3 separate regions of the Sus scrofa genome follow, and regions 2 and 3 are each linked to region 1. Evidence: chromatin contacts called from public Hi-C and promoter capture Hi-C data. All regions are on one chromosome and are shown on one strand. Each heading gives the region's core, a stretch centred on a gene start, on an enhancer-like site or on the middle of the called end of the contact. The rest is flanking DNA. Distances are from core to core; before and after follow the strand shown.

The links. Promoter capture Hi-C pulls out the DNA fragments that hold promoters and counts their contacts. Hi-C and Micro-C count contacts between places; a contact is called where the count stands out from the background.
Region 2: a contact with region 1 is called in a Hi-C map of epiblast stem cells, with 1.7 times the contacts expected there. The contact joins two enhancer-like sites. A contact is called at or near these places in 1 of 5 promoter capture datasets (liver) and 2 of 47 Hi-C or Micro-C datasets (embryonic fibroblasts and epiblast stem cells).
Region 3: a promoter capture Hi-C map of liver shows a contact between it and region 1, with 4 times the contacts expected there. The contact joins the promoter of RNF223 here to the enhancer-like site in region 1. A contact is called at or near these places in 1 of 5 promoter capture datasets (liver), 8 of 47 Hi-C or Micro-C datasets (fetal heart ventricle, heart right ventricle, liver and 1 more) and 2 of 2 datasets of contacts at active chromatin or transcription factors (alveolar macrophages and skeletal muscle).

What each region holds. Positions count from the first base shown.
Region 1 is chr6:63,369,956-63,374,011 of Sscrofa11.1, forward strand. The region is part of intron 2 of AGRN (agrin); the gene reads left to right. Among named protein-coding and RNA genes, the nearest start is that of AGRN, 6.0 kb to the left of the region's middle. Within about 2 kb of position 2,241, at least 46 of the 83 cell types and tissues checked have an H3K27ac peak or open chromatin away from gene starts, as enhancers often do. A contact at or near this core is called in alveolar macrophages, embryonic fibroblasts, epiblast stem cells and 1 more, where this site is marked.
Region 2 is chr6:63,478,137-63,482,192 of Sscrofa11.1, forward strand. It overlaps LOC110261078, which reads left to right. Exons shown (of 2, transcript XM_021095191.1): 2 at 1-3,754. Among named protein-coding and RNA genes, the nearest start is that of MIR429, 12 kb to the right of the region's middle. Within about 2 kb of position 1,930, at least 31 of the 83 cell types and tissues checked have an H3K27ac peak or open chromatin away from gene starts, as enhancers often do. A contact at or near this core is called in embryonic fibroblasts, epiblast stem cells and liver, where this site is marked.
Region 3 is chr6:63,442,395-63,446,450 of Sscrofa11.1, forward strand. RNF223 (RING finger protein 223) reads right to left here and starts at 2,363. Exons shown (of 9, transcript XM_021095183.1): 1 at 2,232-2,363. LOC106509643 (a long non-coding RNA gene) reads left to right here and starts at 2,471. Exons shown (of 3, transcript XR_002344844.1): 1 at 2,471-2,609; 2 at 4,015-4,056.

The DNA.
Region 1 (4,056 bases), core at 991-3,490:
TGATGCCCAGTTGGGGGATGAGTTGAAGGCTAAGGAGAGGCTGGAAAAGAGGTGTTAGGACGCAAGACATCCCCTGTTTCTGCAAGATCGAGAAGGCAAGTCATCTACTCTACAGCTGGGCGGGTCCAGCCGGAGGGTCCGTGAGTCAGTAACTGAGACCTTTTGAGGGGTCAGAGGGCATGTGGCGGGAGGGCAGCCCCAGACAGAACAAGGTTTGCCATCTTGCCAGACCCTGCTCGGCCCACGCCAGGCCCTGGCTCTGGATGTTGGATCAGGCAGAGGGCCAGCCAGAGAGGAGGACCCACAGGGAGAGCCCCCACCCAGGACTGAGGGAGATGCCACCTAGTGTTTAGGGGCTGCCCAGGGTAGTGACCAGTCTAGGACCCTAGCTCCAGCTGGGCTGGGACCCACAGTTTGTAGCAATGGGGTGAGCACCCAGGAGAGGCTGAAGCCACCAGACTCTTCTGGGTGGGCCTGCCAGGTGGAGGGTCTTGGGGAAGGGGGTTCATGAAGAGGAAGGAAAAGAAGTAGCCTTGACTGTGGCTTGGGGCCTTGCAGTAGGGCCAGGGTGGAGGGGAAGCCCCCAGGGAGCAGAGGGGCCCAGAATGAGCAGCTTGGGTCCACTGGAAGCTGCTGGAGAGCCCTGGAAGTTCGGAGCCCGGACACATGCATCTCTTCTTTGGAAGCAAACCACGGCCCAGCTGGGGGTCAGGGGGCTGGGAGGGCTGGGCTCTGGGGACAGGGTGGATGCCTCCCAGGGCCCTGGGTTAGATGGGGGCGCCTCCCCCTTGAGGCTCTCCGAGGCCTGAGGAACAAGGTCCCCTCTAGCTAGGGCCAGGCTTGGGGAAGGGAACAGCCCTATCCCCACCTCCCTCAGCAGGGTGGGGGTGGGAGGAGGACCGCCTCCTTTTCTGTAGGAGATAAGGACCTTGGATCCCACCCCAGACTCTCCAGGGAGCCAAGGCCTCACCCTGGCAAGGGGGACAGATGGGCAGGGCTTGAGCTACGATGACTTCTCCCTGTCTGACTCTGATCCCATTCTGCTCCTTGGGGCCTCAGAGCTGCCCCCGCCCCACAGGGCCCAGAGGGAAGGCTGGACAGCCACCAATCTGTGCAGGTTGCCCCAAGACCACCCCAAGACCCCTGCCTCTATGACACCTCCCCCAACCCCCAAAAGGCCCACAGCAGCCAAGGTCAGGGGGCACATCCTCCCAGGTCCACCTCCCTGGATGCCTCCACTTCATCCCCACCTGGGCTCTCCTGAAGGGGCACCTGCTGCTGGGTGGCACACCTGGTCACCTGCTCTATGCAGATGGCTTTCTTCAGTGTCTCCCCCAGGGCCTGCAGGCCCCTGGGAGCTCCTCCTCCCTGTCCTCCCGCCCGAGGAGCCACATTCCGAGCATAACTGAGACAGGTATGTGTCCCTCCCTCTGCGCCACCTGTGGGCGAGGGAGACGGTCTCTGAAGCAGCCTCTTGCCAGAGGAGACCCTCGCCCCTGCTTTGTCAGGGAAGCAGCCTGGGCTCCTCCAGTGCCAGCCGCCCACACACCACGAGCCTGCCCAGGCTGGCAGCTGAGCGGGCATCTCCTCCAGCCTTACGGTTACTATGCCCTGGTCTGGGCACGGCCCTCCCCTCCCCCACCTCATGAGGACTGGTCCTGGGGCCTCCCCTGAAGCCCCTTGGAGAGAGGGGTGCAGGCCTGGGGCCCTTCCCCCCACCAGGAGCCAGGAGCAGAGAAAGGAAGTGTTGTCTGCCCTCTCTGGGCCTGGCACAGGGACAGGGTCAGAGTGAGGCTGGCGCTGGTCCAGCGCAGCCCGGCCCAGCCCTGAAATAGGGGTCCTGGTGCCCACACTTGGCCTAGCCTGGCCGGCCCCCACCCTTCCTCCTGCCAGGCCAGTCGTCTAGGGCCTTCTGGAGGGCAGTCCTATAGCTCACGCTGGAGAGGCCCCGGGTCCCCCGCCACCGGCCTTGGCCTTGGTGCAAGCAGGTGTGGACGGCCGGTACGCCCCCACCCCCACAGGGACTGACCCTCCCCAGAGCCGAGCAGGGGCAGGTGGAAGTCCAGGGGGAGGTTTCCGGGCGGCTCCCTCGGGACTGGGATTGGCTCCCTCTGCTGTCTGGCACTTAGCTTCTGCACCCCCAGTTCCGCTGAGCCCGCCGTACCCCCCCCATTCACATTCCTCCCTGCTGAGGCGGGAGGTGGCTTCTTCCTGTCCGGGTTTCCCTCCTCTAGGCTGTAGGTTCTCGCTTCAGACCCGCCCAGGGCCCTCCCTGGCCCCTCCCCCAGGCAGGTCGGCCTGGAGGGGGCAGGCCCAGGCTGGAGGTTGGCGTCAGCGCCTTCTTCCTTCCCTCCAGCAGCGGGGGGCAGGGCATCTGCCCGGACCCCACCCCCACCCCCACCCCGCTGTGCCCTCTTCTCCCCACCTGGGGCTCTCCTGTAGGAAGGCTTCGGGGAGTGGACTCGGGCCCACCCGTGCAGGCAACCGTCACCACGCAGTCCCCTAGGGATGGGGGCGCGTGGGAGTGGGCTTTGCTCCTGAAACCAAAGGGTTTTGGGTCCTGTCGCTCGGCCAGGCAGTGCTCCTTTAGGGCAGAACTGAGCTGGTGGAAACAGCTCTTGGCTTTTTCCAGACCCCACCCCATCTCTCTGGTCCTACCGGGAGAACAGCCCCACCTCCATCCTCCCCTGCAGGTTGGAAATGGGAAAAAAGGCTCTCTGGAAACTTTCCTCCCTTTTCCTCCATCTCTGCTGTCCCTCGCAGCAGTCTCTGTGTGTGCTGGCACCCAGCACCCAGCACCCAGGCGCAGCGGAGGAAACGGCTGGTCTGGGTCTGAGGCTACAGCCCCCTGCCCACGAACCGTGACAGGCTGAGGAGGGGGGAGTGCAGAGGAGGGAGTGGCCCCAGACTCAGGGTTCTGGATCTAGCCAGTGGTCATTCTCACCAGCCCCCCGCTGCAGTCCAGGCTGCCCTGCTTCCTCCCTGAAGGGTTAACCCCCTCAACCCCTGAGAGCAAAGCCTGCTCCCTCTGCCACCCCCACAGGAGAGTGGAAAACAGCTGCCAAAACTGGCCTCTCTCCTGCCCCTGCCGCGCCACCCCGGTCCTTTGCCTTCACCTGTGGGACCCGGTTGCCCTCCCTCCCCCACGAGCTCTCCCTTGCCTAGAGGTCTGGGGGTCCGTGGGAAATGGGCTCCCTTTCTTGTCCTGCTGTGCCAGCCCAAGGAGCTCCTCCCGGCCGTTGGGATGGGGAACTGGGGCTTCTCCGCGCAGGTTGGGCTGGCTGGGCTGGCAGCTGCAGGCACAATTACTGAAGTAGCCCCAGTAGCACTTGACACCCCAGGGTCCCTGGAGGTGCCCACCTCTCACCAGAGAGAAAAAGGAATCTCAGAAATGAGACAGCGCCCTAGTGGCAGTTACCTGATGACAGTGACACAGGTCATCTGAGGAGGGTGCTGTGCCCCCATGGGCTACACTGGGGCTCCAAGGGACCTGTCCCAGTCCCGGGCTGTGGCTCAGAGCTGGGGAGGGAGTGACCTAGGCCCCTGGTAAGGCTTCCAGTTGGGAGGAAAGCTCCCCTTGAAGGGGCCTCTCCCCCCAGAGCAGACCCTGAGAACTTCCTGAGGAAGGCCCCCTGCCAGGGGCTGCTTACAGCTGGACCTGGGAAGGGAAGACGCCCCTCCCAGCTCCCCTCCCCCTGTGGTGGAGACGTGGGAGGGGGGAGCTCTGTGTCCCATGGGCAGCCAGCTGTTTGCAGCTGTGTGGCCTGCACGTGTGCAGGTTTGTAGGCATGTATGCACACGTGCCTGCAACCTCAGGTGTACTAGTCTGCACACCATTCTGGCTGAAACCCCAGCTGGTGACCTGTGCTTCCTGCCACCCTTATATCCCAGGGCTCAGCCTGGGGCGGGGACTCTCTAGGTGCTCTGCCAACAGGCTGGTCATGCGCAACCTTACAGGGCTCCAGCCCTCTGCCCTCACGTGGGTCCCATCTCCCCAGTGTCCAGCGGTGCCCCCCTCCCACCACCCATACCTGGCAGAGGTCTGGGCACCTCGCC
Region 2 (4,056 bases), core at 680-3,179, 110 kb after region 1:
GCCCGCACACGGCGGGGGCGGGTAGGGGGGTGGCAGGCGGCCTCTGCCCGGGCTCGGGCTCCCAGGAGGCAAAGGTGCCCCTGTCGGTGGTGGTGCCACTGGAGCATGGGCACCAGGAGGGGCCATCTGGGGGCACTTCCTAAGCGCCCACCTGGCCTGCCCCCGCCCGCTCTGTGGGGCCAGAGCCCGGCTGCCTCGCCTACAGGAGTGGATCGAGGTCCAAGCCTCTCTCAAGTTATCCCAGTGCTGGCAGAACGTGGCCCATGCCGCTCCGCCATCACTCGGCCTCCTCATGGGGAAACGCCGCACCTCCACCCGCATCTGGTGCCAGCCGGGAGGGGCACAAAGGCCGACCCTGGCGTGTGCACCAGCCCCAAGCCTAGCCTGGGCAGCTCTGCGTGCCCCCCACAGCACGAGAGCTGCCGCATCATTCACTCACTCACTCCTCCAGCCAATGCCCCGCGCCCTCCAGGGGCGGCTGTGCCCGGGCTCTTGGGTAGCCCTGAGCAAGGCAGAGACACCAGCCCGGAGGTGAGACCCACATCAGAGTGTGTGCGTAACTGACGCTGGTCCAGGCGCGTCCTGCTGGGTGGAGTGCAGGCCGGACTCTAGGTAGCAAGTGCCTGGGCCTCACTGAGAGGTCACCCTGAGCAGAGGCACTCGGGGAAGGTGCAAGGGACCTGGGGAGGCTGGGAGGAGGGGGTGAAGGGCCAGGCCACGGTGGGCTTGAGTGGGGACACCTGCCGGGGAGCAGGGACAGGGTGTCTTGCCTCAGCTGAGCTGGCAGCAAGCAAGTGCAGAGGTAGGGACCTGTGGGGGCCGTGGTGCTGACCCAGGAGACCTGGCAGTGGTCAGAGCAGATGGTGTCCCAGGCTGGATGCACTTTAAAGGCTTAGCCAGCCCTCCCGGGGTGGGGGTGGCAAAGAGTCCAGGGGGTGGCCGCCACCAGAGGGATGGAGGGCTCCTGGCAGACACAGGGAGGGAGCTGTGGGGGCCAAGAACACCAGTGCCTATCAGGTGAGGCGTACGCAGCAGGACATGGGGCTGGATGATGGGAACTCCTGGATTCGGTGGCCATGGAGTACTTTGGGGGGGACAGGGGTGAGAGGTATCCAGCCAACAGCTCACTCTCCTTGTCCTGGGGGAAGGAAATGGTATTTGCCCTGGGCTGAGCTGTATACCCCCAAGTCCATGACCCCAGTGTGATGGTGTCTGGAGGTGGAGCCTTTTGGGAGGTGATCGGGGTGAGGTGGGGCCCGTGCTGGCATCGGTGCCCTGAGGGCAGGAGCAAGACAGAGCGATACCCCCCCCCCCCCGGCTCGCACCACCCCTGCTCGCACACCAAGGAAAGGCCGTGAGGACAGCGAGAAGGTGGCCGTCTGCAGGCCGGGAAGGGCCCTCGCCAGACGCTGGGTCTGCCGGCACCTTGACCTTGGGCCTCCCAGCCCCTAGTTCTGCGGGAAGCAGCGTCTGGTCTAAGCTGCCCGGACTGTGGTGATTTGTTACAGCTGCCAAGCCGACGGATTCAGTATTGTACTTGCAACTCTTGTGTCAGTTTGGAATAATTTCACAATAAAAAGGGAAAAAAGTGTCATGAAGGAAAGACTTAGAATAAAACAGGGCCCCAAATGGTGCTGGGCACCCCCAGCCTCCTCAGGCCTGTGCTCGATGGGGCTGCGGGAGCCCTGGGGCAGCTGCCCCCAGGAGGGCCCAGTCTCCAGCGTTCCCTCTGGGCCTCCTGAGGTCCGTCTCCGTCGGAAGGGAGAGGAGGCCCCCCGCAGGGGTAGCACCGCCCCTGCAATTTGCCTGAGTCATTTCCCTCCCTGCTGAGATTTCCCTGCCAGATCCCTCCCTGCAGCTCTGGTTCCGGCAGGGCCTGGGATGGACTCCTGTGAACCCCAGGGCCCAGGTCCGCTGGCTGGGAGCGTGTACGAAGCTCCCCCGGCAGAGCCTTGGAAGGGCTCTTGGCTTGGTCTGAGGCACCCTGGTCCGGAGCCTCCCAGCTCCTAATGTTGGAGCGAGGCCTGGCCGGTCTGCTCCACCAGAATCCACCGTCTGCAGGCAATGCCTGGGCCACACCTAAAAGCTGAAGGCCTCCTGGCTCCCCAGATCCACCCCCTCCAAGGCCTGCTCCCAGGGCACACTCCCCCCACCCCCCCAGCTAAAGCCAGGCTTTGGCTATCTGCCTCCAGGGCCCCCCGTCTCTCAGCAGAGTCAAGGGCGCCCAGCAGTGGCCCCAACAGACTTGTGGAGGTAACTGCGCCTGTGCTGAGTGCCAGACCCGGCGCCCAGAAACGTTCAGGCCAAAGCAGACAGGAGGCCTCAGGGACCTCCGAGCTCCAAGCCCCCACGGAGCCCACCCACAGGCTGGGGTGGGGCGGGAGCCAGTGGGACCGCGGACACAGTGCCCCTTGAGGCCTCAGCCAAAAGTCAGAGGCCCCATCCTGCCCCGTCGCTGTCCGGTTCCTCAGCAGCCCTGACACCGCCACCACAGCAAGCCACTTCTGTCCCTGACAACCTCAGGACACCTGCCAAGGTCACGGTCAGACTCTTCAAAATACAGTTAAATAAGGGTTTTATTTCCAGTAGTTTCAGACGTGCCGAGCTGTTGCCAAGATGGCACCACAGCTGGCTTCTCCCACTGCTAACGTGTCACTAGCATCAGGGCGAAGCATCTGTCACGACGACCTCACTGGTTTCACTAGGATTTCCGGTTTCCCCGCACATCCTCTTCCCCCCAGGACCCCATGTGACACTGCGTCGCGGGCTGGAGCTCCTCCAGCTGGGACAGTCCCAGACGCCCCTTGCTTTGTGATCTTGGTGGCTTGCAGGCTGCCGGGCGGGGCTCTGCCCAGCCACGGGGACTTGTCCGATGTTTTCCTCACGCTCAGACCGGGTCGCAGGCGCAGCCCTTCCCACCTCACCACGCCACCTGGCTAAGGTTTTCCCACCAAGGGGGCCTTTTTCTATTGCTTGCATTTTAATTTCAAACATGTTTGAAATCCACGGCTCTGAGTCCTCTCTGCCCCTTCTCTGCCCACACACCAGAACCTGACCTGCTGGCTTTCAGATATGGGCAGACCCAGGGTGCCCTGGTCTTGGTGGCCAAGTGGGACAGAGGCTCTGAGAGCAGAGTGACCAGCTGCCGACAGTCCGAAGGGCTGACCACTGGGTTTGGCACTAGTGGCTGCTGAGGCCTCAACCTGTCTGAGAATGATGGACACAGGGTCTCAGACTTCTGGCCCAGGGTTTTCTGGACATTATGACCAGGTGCAGCCCTCAGGGAGAGGGGCCTTGGGACAACACAGGTGCTTCCAGGTTTCAGGTGCAGGAGGTCAAGGTCAAGGCCGAATCAGGCTTCAGAAGCATGCCGCCACCCTGGCATGGCCTGTGGGTATGCTGCCAGGCCCTGCCTGAGTGCTGGTGCCTGAGAACGTGGTCCAGGGCAGGAAGGCAGGGAAGGGGCTGCCAGGACTTGTCCAGGAGGGCCAGAGAGAAGTCTCCAGCGTGGGTTATACCTAACCCCGCCAGTGGGCACGTATGTGACCTCGTGTGAGGACTAGGCCTCCAGGACAGCTCGTGGGGCCAAGAAGGGACCTTGGCTGTGAGCGGACTGAGCTTTCTGGCTTGAACCCTCTCGCCCTGAGCTCGGGAAGGCCAGTGGGTCCTGGGCCAGCGTGCAGGTGGGAGGAGCTGAGGCCACAGGAGTGGAGAGAGAGATGAAAATGTGGGTGGGAGTTCCCGTTGTGACTCAGCGGATTAGGAACCCAACACAGTGTCCATGAGGACACAGGTTTGTTCCCCAGCCTCACTCAGCGGGTTAAGGATCCAGCATTGCCGTGAGCTGTGGTGTAGGTCGCAGACGCAGCTCAGATCCCACGTTGCTGTGGCTGTGGCGTAGGCTGGCCGCTGAAGCTCTGATTCAACCCCTAGCCTGGGAACCTCCATGTACCTCAGGTGTGGCCCTAAAAAACAAAGCATACAAAACAAACCAGAAAAAACAAAAGAACACCATGTAGGTGAAAGAAGGTCCCTTCTCTGTGCAGCAATAGTAAT
Region 3 (4,056 bases), core at 1,113-3,612, 73 kb after region 1:
CGGGGGAGGGGGGGTCGGGGGCGGCTGGGAAGGTTTACAAGGTTCATCAGCCGGCACAGCTTAGACCAGACGCTGCTCCTCGCAGAACTAGGGGCTGGGAGGCCCAAGGTCAAGGTGCCGGCAGACCCGGCGTCTGGCGAGGGCCCTTCCTGGCCTGCAGACGGCCACCTTCTCACCGTCCTCATGGCCTTTCCTTGGTGTGCGAGCAGGGGTCATGTGAGCGGGGTGTGGGGAGGTCGCTCTGTCTTGCCCCTGCCCTCAGGGCACCGATGCCAGCACGGGCCCCAGCTCACCCCGATCACCTCCCAAAGGCTCCACCTCCAGACACCATCACACTGGGGTCATGGATTTGGGGCGACAGAGCCAATCGGCCCACAACACAGGGGAACCTTTAGGGAAGACAGAACTGTCCTGTCATGATGGGCGTGCAGGTGACAGTTGTACGCCTTTGTCAAAATTGATCAAACGGAGCCTGTGCATTTCATTTATGTGAATTACACGCACTAACTGAATAAATGCAATTCATTTTCTATTTTGAAGATCTCATGGGAGCCAAACAGCTAAGTAATGGAGCACGAGTTTCCACAATGTAATGCAGTTTGGTGAGAATTTACACTGTACTGTGCGTTCTTGCACAGCTCATTCTTCCTTAGAAAAAGTGGTTTCAATGAAGAAGTCACTGTGATTCTGCACAAGTAACACATCACGAAGCGGGTGGAATCACTCTGACCAGTCAACAGGGGCTGGGTGCTGGCTGGACAACCATGTAAACGGGCTCCCTGGTAGGAAGCCTTGCCTGGATGACCACTGCAGGGGGCGGTGGACGCCACATACATACCGCTCCTCCAGGCTTTGCGGCGGCTGTGGCTGGAGAGGGGGGGTCGCCAGCTTTAAAAATCACATGCGCTGGAGTTCCCATTGTGGCGCAGCGGAAACGAATCCAGCTAGGAACCATGCGGTCGCAGGTTCGATCCCTGGCCTCGCTCAGTGGGTTAAGGATCTGGCATTGCCGTGTGCTGTGGTGTAGCTCGCAGACATGGGTCGGATCTGGTGTTGCTGTGGCTGTGACATAGGCTGGCGGCTACAGCTCCAATTAGACCCCTAGCCTAGGAACCTCCATACGCCCAGGGGGTGCAGCTCTAAAAGATGAACAGACCAAAAAAAAAAAAAATCCCATGTGCTGATCTTGTTTCTCCCACTGCCCAGCACAGCACGGGAGGACCTGCTGGATCTCCAGCCCCTCAGGGCAGGTTCCTGCCAGTCACTTTCTCAGCAAGCAAAGGGAGCAATGTGGCTCTCAGGACAAAAGGAGAACTGTGTGTGGCCCTGTTCATTAACATGTTTCTCAACCCGAAAGTCCCATCGTGCTGATGGAGAACCGATGGTGTACACAATCTGACTGGATGCAAAGTCTGTGTACGTGTAGGTGCTCCGTGGACTCCGCAGCCCTGAGAAGGTACTGATGGGAGGACCCCCGGAACTCCCCAGGGGGTTCCTGGCCGTGGGGATGCGGAATTCTCAGTACTGTGGTGACTAGAGATCATTCTTCAAGTGAATTACGCTTACCTTGCAGAACAGGGCGGTGCAGGGAGGGTCCTGGGGTGACCACCCTCCAAGGCACGTTTGCTCTGTCTTTGGGAGACGCACACCGGGGCGGGGTGGAGTGCGCGTGTGCCAGAAGAAACTTTCCGTAAAATTCAGATTTTATTTCCTTCTAGGAGCTTCTGCATTCAGATTATGGCTGAACAAGGCTGCTACGGGGGCGCGGGCTGAGGCGCAGAGGACGAGGCCCAGCGCTACCTCCAGCACCGCGGTGACCCTGAGAACACAGGACAAAGCCGGGCCACCTGAGCGCCCCGCCACCAGGGAGCTGCGTTTGCAGGAGCGCTGTGAGAAGCGCGTCCAAACCCCCCGATCTTAATGAACTTAAACTAGAACGTCAATTAAATCGTTCTGGTGACTACGCACACGAACCCCTGTTGGACGAGGCCTGACACTCCAGTGGCGATCAGCGAGCTGAAATGGGAAACCTCCTGGGACTCGCGGTTCCTCCCGCGCGTCCGGGGCGCCCTGAGCCGGTGGCGGGGCGAGGGGCACAGAGAGAAAGGGCGGCCAAACCCCGCCGCCCTGACTGCCCCGGCGGGACTCCGCACAGCCAGGGCCGCCGCAGTCCCCGCCCCCAGCCAACCCCTAGCCAGCCCCCGCCCGCCCACTCCCGGCCCCTCACTCACCCCTGCGCCCTCCGGGTTCCTCTTTCATACCCCCCGCCCTCCAGGCGGTCGCGCTGTGCCCCCTTGGGACTTGAAGTCTCTCAGCCCGGGTGCCAGGGAGCACAGCTCCCAAACCGGAACTACAACTCCCGGCGGTCCGCGCGAGTCTCCTCCCCCGGAGGGTTCCAGGCCAGAGTTCTCGCGAGATCTGAAGGTTCGCGCGAAGCGACCTGGGAAATGTAGTCTAGGGCCCTAAACATGGCAGCAGAAGTAAGGGAAGGACTACGCCGCCGTCCGGCGTTGCCAGGAGACCAAAGAGCCCTGCAGTCCGAGGCGTCTGCGTTCCGGTTTCCGAAAAGTCGCCCGGGTCTCCTCCGTCAACGCTCGGCTGGACTGCCCGTCGGTTTCCGGCGGAGTAGCGGTTCCGGAGACAGCACAGGGTTCCAGTGGCGCATCCTGGGGAGAGGCGCCGCAGTACCTGGCGACCGCTTCCGCCCTGATGCCAGTCCCGCGCCCGGGCGCGGAGGACGGCTGGCGGGGAAAAGGCCTCTGCGATGTTTGCGTCCTCTCTGGGGGAGGGGTTCCCCAGGAAGTACTCTGTTCCGGGGCTGCCGAGCGCCCCCCTGCGCCCAGTTCTGCCACCTTCGTGACTCATGCCGCTTTCCGGGCGGGCAAAGCCCTTCTCACGGAGAGGGGCGGGGTAGTGGGATACCCGGGGCCCGGTCTGCACCGAGGGACGGACGTGCGGAGCTGGTCCCGGGAGAGGCTTTGCCTAGGGAGAAAAGAGAGTAAAACCACCACCGCCCTTGTGCTTTGTGTATCTTTGGGTGCGGGGACAGGGGGCGGATCTTCCGCAAGGGCGGCTACTGGGAGAGCAGTGCCTGGGCGAGTGAGTCTGAGTGAGAGGCCTGGACCGGGAAGGGCACCCACACAGCAAACTGCTGTCAGCATGGGCGCCTGTAACACTGGCTCTCAGATCTCTCCCCAGCATCCTTATTCAACATGAATAAGGATGGACGGGAAAGAAGTGTGATCTCGGGTTTCTCTGAACTGGTCGGACTGGTTGCTCTGTCCACGAAAGCTCCACCCCGTGACCTTGTGCCTCCCAGGGACTGTGACTGTCCCCCACAGTCAGTCCTAAAGACTGTGGGTGTGGGGTCTAGGTGACAGGACTGTCTGGCATCCTGGACTGGTTTGTCCCAACAGGATGACACAGGGGAATTTCTTTCTTTTTTCTTTTTCTTTTTTTTTTTTTTTCGCTTTTTTTTTTTTAGGGTCACATATGGAGGTTCCCAGGCTAGGAGTCAAATCGGAGCTGCCGCTGCCAGTCTACATCACAGCCACAGCAACGCAGGATTCAAGCCACGTCTGTGACCTACACCACAGCTCATGGCAACACCGGATCCTTAACGCACTGAGCGAGGCCAGGGATCGAACCTGCGTCCTCATGGATGCTAGTCAGATTCATTAACCACTGAGCCACTATGGGAACTGTGACACACGGGAATTTCTGTGTGGTCTCAGGCTCTGCCTCTGAGCCGCCCCAGACAAGAAGAGCAGTGTGTGTCCTGCAGCACTCCTAACTTCTCAGGAAATGGGATCGCAAGTGTGCCGAGGAGAGGGCAGGACCCTGGGAGCGTTGTTTGAGTCGGGTGCAGATAGGGTTAGGGTGTGCAGGGGTGCAGGGCACGAGTGCTATTGGACAGGTGGCTCCAGGCCGCTCCCAGTCCCTGGGCTCCCTGACGACCACAGCTCCCTTCCTGGCTGGCTTCTGTGCAGTTGGTCATCTGGCTGAATCCTGCAGGTTCTCCTCCCCTTCTGGACGCTGCCTCAGGACATTCATCCC